Linked DNA regions of Macaca mulatta: region 1 is linked to region 2. The links are chromatin contacts, called in public Micro-C maps. All regions are on one chromosome and are shown on one strand. The core of a region is the stretch at or near the end of the contact, and the rest is flanking DNA. Distances in the headings are between cores, read along the strand shown.

Region 1 (4,555 bases), core at 1,516-4,015, 94 kb after region 2:
AGGATCAGATGATCATGACATGATCATGACACATAATATGGAACCTTATGCAGCAGTTAGAAGAAATGCACTAGCTGTGCATAAAGCAACATGAATAGAGCTGTAAAACAGTATTGCATCAAAAAGAAAGAAACAGAATGAGAGCCATTGAACATTACAGATTTAACACATATATTCATAAAGCAGCATTATAGAAAAAACAACCTGGGGATACACTCATATCCAAACACTTATTAAATACATCAGAGTGACCGCCAATGCTGGCAATCAAGGAGGAAAACAATGAAGTAAAATAAAACAAGAAAAGGCCTCTCATGGATGATCACATACAGTGATCTGAGGAGGGCAATTAACGCAGATCTTTGTGCTTTAAGTCCAAAAGAAGAAAAAAGGAAAGATCTAAATCCCATCTTCCTTTCTTGAAGCTTTTTCATCCCATAAATGGATGCGACATCTGATTTTTGAGATAATTCATGTAAACATCTGTGCAACTAGCAACTCAAGGACCATCCATCTAGCTGGTTCTTCCCGGTCTCTGGGGACACTTGAGCAAAGCACACATCCATGAGAAGCCAGAGGGTAGAAATAAAACAGAGTGAAGGATACCCTTGTAAACTCAATTCCATAAACCAAAGACTAAACACGGCCTTATTTATGAAACTAGAAGTGCAGTGTAAGACCAAGAATAAAGAGATTGCGGTGTCAGATCAGTGACCCTAGCGTGGTTATTTCCATCAAACGAAGCAGGGAGTTATCTAACAATGAAGCACAGAAAAGAGAAAACAAACAGGTAGCTCCGCGTCATCTGTAAAGACAATGTAGGTGGTAAAGGCAGATTATTTGGCATAATCAGGCAATATAAAATGTATATATGTGCATGTATATATACAATTTTTAAAGTGAGTTGATCTTAGGATTTTGTTCGCTTCACATTGGTTTCAGCCAAACAGGAAACACAAAAGAGCCTGGTTTGATTCCAGAACTCCTTTTTAAGGCTGCTAGGTCTGTCCTTTTGCAGGGAATGAGAGTGAACAAGGCTGAATATTTCTCTGTGTTTCTGAGAAGGGCTTGTCTGACCCAAGTCCTTGCAGCTGCATGCACCACCTGTGGCATGAGTCTGTTGCCCTTTTGCAGTTTGTTCTTTCTTGTCTCCAACTGTCTGCCTAGACAGATGACTGCCGGGAATTCACATGTTTTTCGTTCTCCTTAGCTTCAATATTATAGCCACCCCACTTAAATTACACTCCAAGATAAGCAGGAATTGGTTTTAAATGGAACCCTGAGAGATGGGGAAGTGAGGAAGGTGGGGGGTGACTTCTTGATTCCTTGGTGCTGTATTATCACTGATTCTTCCTCTGAGTTATCTTTTGTACTTAAAATTCCTTTATTTGGCCATTAAAGTAAATGAACCTATAAACTGTACTCTCTCTGGATACTTAGGTATTTGAAAATTATTTTGGCTACCATTTCATTTGGCTAGCATTTTATATGGGACTCACCTACAGCTTTAACTAAATGTCTAAGATACCCTTTAGCAGCACATCAGTTTAGGGAAAGCCAGCTTTAAAATGTATAGAAACTTAAGAGTACATAACTTTAAAAGTATATAAAGACATACTACTAAACTAAAACAATCACAAAATCTTAGAATTTTGTAGGAGAAAAGAACCTTAGCAAGCACTGACCAGTTCTCAGCCTCTTTTTTTTTTTCTCTGCCTCCATACTGTTTACATTTGCAAATTCTCAGTAACATGGCTTCTACTTAATGAGTCTCACCTGGGAAGAACAAACATGTACTGTAGCTTGGAAAGATCACCTCTCTCCCCATGCCAAGTTTATTAGTTTTCAGAGACCATTTGTTGCTAATTGATGATAAAAGTAATATTGTGATTCACAGACTTACCCTGTTTTTTATCTACCAGCCTGTGCCTCACTTTGAACTTTGTGACATAAGACAGGACCATGGCTGGGCACGGTGGCTCACGCCTATAATCCCAGCACTTCGGGAGGCCAAGGCAGGCAGATCACCTGAGGTAGGGAGTTCAAGACCAACCTGACCAACATGGAGAAACCCCATCTCTACTAAAAATACAAAATCAGCCAGGCGTGGTGGTGGGCACCTGTAATTCCATCTACTCAGGAGGCTGAGGCAGGAGAATCGCTTGAACCCAGGAAGCGGAGGTTGCAGTGAGCCGAGATTGAGCCATTGCACGCCAGCCTGGGCAACAGAGCGAGACTCCATCTCAAAAAAAAAAATAAAAATAAAAAAAAAATTAAAAGGGCCATGAACACAAAACAACTGTGTCCCCATCTGCAGAGAAGCACTGAGTACCTGGACATTGTTTAGTGTCCTTTTTAACCTTATAATTAAATTCCACAATCCCCCAGCTATTGTTTAAAGTATTTAGCACTCAACCAAATGTATTTTTATTGGCTACTAGTACTAAAGTAGTTACTATCTTATCAAAAGCCTATTAACAAAAGCCAAGGCACAATTTTTCCCATGCAGTCTCTGGCTTTGATTTTTTTTTTTTTTAATTTTTTAGATGTATTCGTGTAGAAAAGTTACAGAATACAGATGAACAGAAAAACAGTTTTTCTTAATCTCACCACCTAGAGAAAACAGCATCTCCCATGTACACTTCTAGTCTTCATTTTCATCTTAAACAAGAATATTTTACTTCAAAAATGTCACCCAAACACACTTGTGTCTACAAAGGTGAGCTTCTGAGAAACCAATTTCCCTTGTGCAGCAGCAGACTGCTCTAGGGGGGAAGGAAGTGGCTCACATCCTGACTAACAGGGGGTCATTGTTACTCTCTCAGAATTGGCATAATGCCTTCTTCTTCTTCAGCCAGAAAGACAATTATGTGACAGAAAATCTAAGAGGTGGGCCTGCCTTAGGGCAAAGTGGTTTAAAAGCAAATTTGACTCACATATAGAGAGTGCTAGGTATTTTCCTTGCTTGCCTTCTCTCTATTACAACCCAGAAAGACATGGGTTTGAGTCCCAGTTATTCCTTACAAGCCAGGTAACCTTAGATACATTACTAAACTCCCTCTCTGTTACAGTTTCCTCATTTGTTAAATAGGAACAATAAGAGTCCCGACCTGACTGAGTTCTTGAAAAGACAAGCAAGTTACGCAGGGGCCAAGGGAGAGCTTTCCCCATGGCCCTCAGAAGGTTTGCTGAAAAATCAACTCAAAAAAGGTGGATTAATTGGAGAAAAGATATTCAAATTTATTTAATGGGAATACACAGGAGCCTTCAGAATGAAGACCCAAACACACAGGGGAAATTGTCATGTTTATGCTTAGGTTCAACAAAGTATGGCCAGCTGTGTAGGAATATGACTGGACAAAAAGGGTAAGATCTAATGCTAATGGCCTGAGTGGGGAAACCCAGCAAGGCCTGTCTGTCTAGATTCTTCTTGGCTTCTCTAAGTGTGCATTCCTTCCTTCTGGGTGTGGGACAGGACCCTCTCTGGAACCAGGGCCTTATGTCCTGCAGTCAAATAAGGGAGGTCAGATCATTTCTTCATGGCCAGTTTTTAATACAGAAAGGTGGAGGGAAAGTTAGAGTAAAATTGTAGATTTTATGACTAGCTTTGTAGATTTTATGACTAGATTCTATGACCTACCTTGGGGAAGAGGGATTCTAATTTCTGCGGCTGGCCTCAGTGGAGAATGGATTGAAAGACAGGAAGGCAGGAGAAGGTCAAAGAAAAACTTCTGTTTCTGAGGTTGCTTTCTGAGGCCTTTGTTTTAGGGTATTGTTTTCTGAGCCCCAACGTTATTACAAAAGAGTTTTTAGTGCCTGGCCTGCAGTAGTAAAAAGGTTTCAACAAATGTCAGCAGCGTTATTGTGATTGTGGATTAGTATAAGGATTATATGAGATACTGTATTTGAAACTCCTGCTACACTTAGGAATTAGTATTTCGATAATTAGCATTACAGGGAGGGCTTGTTCTTAACTACTCACCTTTTCACTTGGCCATACTCCCTGTTTTTTTCTTCTAGTCCACTGCTATCTGGTAGAAGTTTCTGTGATAAAAATGGTCAATTATCTGTGCTGTTCACTATGGTAGCCACGAGTCACATGTAGCTATTGAGCTCTTGAAATGTGGCTAGCGCAACTTAGGAACTTAATTTTTAGTTTCAATTTTAATTAATTTCAATAGTCCACTTAGTTCCTTGATTTCTGTCTGCTCCTATCCTTGTCTAAACACCCCTATTTCCTCTTGGCATAAAGTAGATTCATCTATAGGGACTTTGGTCAGTCTCTACTCATTTACACTAAGTTTTTTTTTTTTTTTTACACTAAGTTTTGAATAATGTTTTCTACACAGCACTTTGTTGATAAATGATACATACAATCCTACCATTAAGAAATCCAAAACAGACCTGGTGCAGTGACTCATACCTGTAATCCCAGCACTTTGGGAGGCCGAGGCAGGTAGATCACTTGAGGTTAGGAGTTCAAGACCAGCCTGACCAACATGGTGAAACCCCATCTCTAATAAAAATACAAAAAACTCCCATGGATGTGGTGGTG
Region 2 (4,454 bases), core at 1,755-4,254:
ATGCCTACAACTGCAAGAAACTACAAGAAGACAAGGGTGAGCCAGGCATAGTGACTTGCACCTGTAGTCCCAGCTACTCTAGAGGCTGAGGTGGGAGGATCACTTGAGCCCAGGAGTTTCAGACCAGCCTGAGCAACATAACCAGATCCTGTCTTAAAAAAAACGGCCGGGCGCAGTGGCTCATGCCTGTAATCCCAGCACTTTGGGAGGCCGAGGCAGGCGGATCACGAGGTTAGGAGATCCAGACCATCCTGGCTAACACAGTGAAACCCCATCTCTACCAAAAATACAAAAAATTAGCTGGGCGTGGTGGCGGGCACCTGTAGTCCCAGCTACTCTGGAGGCTGAGGCAGGAGAATGGCATGAACCCGGGAGGCAGAGCTTGCAGTGAGCTGAGATCGCACCACTGCACTCCAGCCTGGGCGATGAGCGAGACTCCGTCTCAAACAACAACAACAACAACAACAAAAAACTAGTGTAACTAGATCACTAGATCAGGGTGAGCATGAATACATAAAATCAGCATCAGCATGGGAAAGGAAGGGTAGAGAAGACTTACATTGTGTAGGGCTGGTTGTCCATCTTGCTTTAAAGTAAAAATATTTTATATACTTATCTAAAATAAGTCTTCTACTTTAGAATAGTCACTGTGGAAGCCGTACACTTAACAATACTAGCATTACTCAAGACTTTTAGAAATTTTTGTTGTTGTTTTCTAAGCCAGCTTAAGAGCCACACGTGAAAATAGCTCATTACTTTGTATTTGCTCCTTGTTTTTAAGGAAAAATGGGGTGATTGGCCATGTGATATTTCATGTTATTTATCAGATAATGACTCACAGAGGATCTTGACAGAAAGAAAATGGAAAGTAACTTGAGGCTCTTTCTAAAAATCAGATCCAATCTGAGAAGGCAGTTATTGTTTGTAAAAGTCAGAATCACCCGTAGACCAAAAAGGAATTTTAATAATGTTGTGGACAATTGTAGCATCATTTAGAATAAGGGTATATAACTTCTGAGAATGACTAGTATGGAAGGCACCATACTCATTTGGATATTTAAGGTCTCACAAAATGCACACACACACACACACATATACACACATACAAGATCATATACCATTCTTAATACTAAGTATTCAAAACAGTCATTTCAGGTAAGTTTCATTTCTGCATTCAAGACTAAAGGGATGGTATTTAAAACGCAGTGAAACTGTTTAACTCTTGTCGCTATGGCATATACTTGGGAAACTAAAAGACTAACACATGTTAGTGTTAAGAGATGAATCTGGCTCTTAAGTCTTCTTATATTCATGCTTCATTTCTCAGATTAGTAGTTGTTTTGAAAACATTCTGATTTACCTTAAAGAACTGTTTTTAATCTTTATTAATAAAGGCATAGAAAAAATTGGATCTCATTTAAATGTTTAAATGCCCCCAAAAACCTCAATAAATATGGATTGTAAAAATCTACTCTCAGGACAATATACATGTAGGATTACTACTTTGAACAATTACCATACTAGTTCATTCTTTAGAGGTACAGTTTTTCCAACCTGAGAAACTAAACATTTCAGTGATTTTTACTCTCCTGATAATACTGAGTCAAGAAAGCCATTCTTTTTCTTGTTATTTATGTCCAGTGGTGGGGGAGCACAACGTTTTCATTTGTTTTGTTTTGTTTTGTTTTTGAGACAGAGTCTTGCTCTGTCACCAGGCTAGAGTGCAGTGGCGCAATCTCGGCTCACTGCAACCTCCACCTCCTGAGTTCAAGTGATTCCCCTGCCTCAGCCTCCCAAGTAGCTGGAATTATAGGCGCGTACCACTACGCCCAGCTAATTTTTTGTATTTTAGTAGAGACGGGGTTTCACCATGTTGGCCAGGTTGGGCTCGATCTCCTGACCTCGTGATCCACCGCCTCGGCCTCCCAGAGTGCTGGAATTACAGGCGTGAGCCACTGCGCCCAGCCTCATTTGTATTTTTAACCAATTATATTTAAAATTTAATGCCATGAAGTAGAATTTATGAACTTTTACCATGTAGTAAATTACATAGTGACCACTAAGAATATAAGTATATAACTGTGTAAGGAATACTTTAACAAAACTGCCTATTTTAAACATTTTTCAGTAAATTGTTAGGAATCTAGTTCTTTAATTCACTCAGAGTTTTTGTCCCTGTAGTGTATGTAGATGTATATATGCATGTGTATGTATAGATAGACAGCCAGACTCTCTTACTGTATACTGCACATACTATCAGGACTGAGCTGCTGGACTAGATTATTTAATGTATTTTAAACACTAGTCTGTTAACATGGAACAACTGAGCCCATATTTAATTCCTGGGCTTTCCATTAACTCTGAAAGTCCTTTAAAACCTTTGATTAATCTAAAAAAAAAAAAAACAAGTGGGAGTGGTTTTTCATAACAATCTTTGAAGTTCTGTGATGATGACCATACTGAAGTGTGACTTATTTTAGAAATAGCTTTCATTCAGGCTGTTGATTTACTGGTAGGATCATCAATCTGTTTTTCATTTCCATTTTTGTGGAATAAATGAGTAACTTATGATGGAAGAGAAAGAGAGGGAAGTCAGGAAGAGAAGGAAGGAAAGGAAAAAATTGGATCTCACAAAACAGTAAATATGACTATGGATAATTCTCTTAAGTTGGATGTGCTTAAGTGTCTGTGACCTAATGAGCTAAGGCTCAAATGTGTAAATTAAGTAGAGAATAGAAGTAATAATACAACTTTCATTTGAAGAGAAGTTGCTTTGCTAAAGGACATCTTACATTTCATGTTGACTTAAACCTTATGACCATGATAAAATCTATACTTAATTTTGGAAATAGTAATGAGTAATAATAATTGAGAAATTATTTGAAAATTCAGTCTATTATTTAAGCTTTGTAGATTTTTACAGCAACAGGTTCAAGGTTGTTATTCTCAGCTTGTGCATTGCAAGATACTTCTCATTTCCTGCCTGTCTCACTTTCATCTATTCATTACTCTGCCAATAGCTCTCTTTATCATCCTTTGCCAGCTTTAGTCATGCCTATTGCTCTTCAACAGCGTTTTCGATGTTTGTCTACCATTTTTATACTTACAAAGTAGACTTGGAATGAATTAGGGGTATAAAGTAGAAACCTGTGGATGGCAAGTACAATACTTTTCCTATTTGTGCCATATTTAATCTTTTTAAACTTTCCTTGTCTATTTCTGTTGTGTGCCGTTGTGAAGATCTCTCATCAGACACTAAGAGATAACTACGTGAACTGTAGGATGCAATACTTTTTAAACTCAGTAATGTAGGAAACAGTAGGAAACAGTGAGTTTAAACTCATACTCATTGAGTTAATCCTGCATCCATCCAGAACCTACATACCTAAATTAGCAAAGTTTGATAGTAATAGTGGAATTTCAAAAGCTATTTTCAGCTCTTGATGTTTGTTGTCTTTTCCAAAAATGTCAAACAATTGGGGACTTCATCATTACTGTAATAATAATCATATATGACCTTAGAGGGAGACTGTACTTCTGTTGAGCTTCTATTTGACAGTCAAGAGGAAAAGATAAAAAGATAAGTAATGTGGTAAAGAAGGTTATAACTTCTTCCTTCCACAAGAATGAAGTGACTGGCCCTGATATTTTTCTAGTAACTCATTGTAGTGTTCAACATATCATTTGGCTTAGTCTTTAGAAGGCACAGTTTAATTTTATTTTTTAACAATAAGTGAAAACAATTGAAAGTGCTTTGTTGATTCTTCAAAACCTTAATGTTGAATTTCTGGTTCTTGGCAGATACTATCCATAGTACTTCATGTTCCTCTGGGTTTATTTCAGATTTAATGAACTGCATGTACTGGAAGCACTAAAAGCTGATTGGCTTTAATTTTAGACTACAATTAACATGATGGATTTTTCTTTGAATTGTTTCTCACTGTCATTCTTTAAATTCACCATTAAAGGATCAAAACATCCAAATTACAAAACTAGTTAAGTTCATCATTCATGAGAAAATGTGTTAAATATGTATCTTTTGTAAAGTAGTGGCTGCTTCTAATTAGAAACTAGTCCTATAGACATACCTTATGTATCAAAAAGCTTTTTAAATATACTTACCGCTTTACTGTTATTTTCATTTAAAATAGGATGATTCAGTCTCTGAACTAGCCCTGTCTGTTCCTCAAAGGAACTAGGATGAATTTTGAGCAGGGGCTCTTAAACTGTCTAACATTGAGCAGATCTGTAACTTCATTGAGAGCAGACATTTTAAAAAATTCATCACTGACATTTATTCAACAAAAAGAAGATCAGATTTTGCTAAAGCGTTTTGGTTGTGTCTCTTTTAGAAATAACGTTATTTATTTGCATATAGTTCAGCTCTTAAGGACTAGTCTTTTAAGGCTTTAGCCAGAATTTGTCTCCTAAAGCTGACTTTAAAATGGCTTCCA

Evidence for each region. A called contact is a pair of places that touch in the nucleus more often than the background predicts.
Region 1: a contact with region 2 is called in a Micro-C map of CD4 T cells, with 7 times the contacts expected there. The contact joins two enhancer-like sites. A contact is called at or near these places in 4 of 14 Hi-C or Micro-C datasets (CD4 T cells, blood, fetal cortex germinal zone and 1 more).

The regions. Positions count from the first base shown.
Region 1 is chr13:60,683,451-60,688,005 of T2T-MMU8v2.0, forward strand. No RefSeq gene overlaps it. Among named protein-coding and RNA genes, the nearest start is that of VPS54, 34 kb to the right of the region's middle. Within about 2 kb of position 2,766, at least 5 of the 40 cell types and tissues checked have an H3K27ac peak or open chromatin away from gene starts, as enhancers often do. A contact at or near this core is called in CD4 T cells, where this site is marked.
Region 2 is chr13:60,589,142-60,593,595 of T2T-MMU8v2.0, forward strand. The region is part of intron 1 of PELI1 (pellino E3 ubiquitin protein ligase 1); the gene reads left to right. Among named protein-coding and RNA genes, the nearest start is that of PELI1, 8.0 kb to the left of the region's middle. Within about 2 kb of position 3,005, at least 6 of the 40 cell types and tissues checked have an H3K27ac peak or open chromatin away from gene starts, as enhancers often do. A contact at or near this core is called in CD4 T cells, where this site is marked.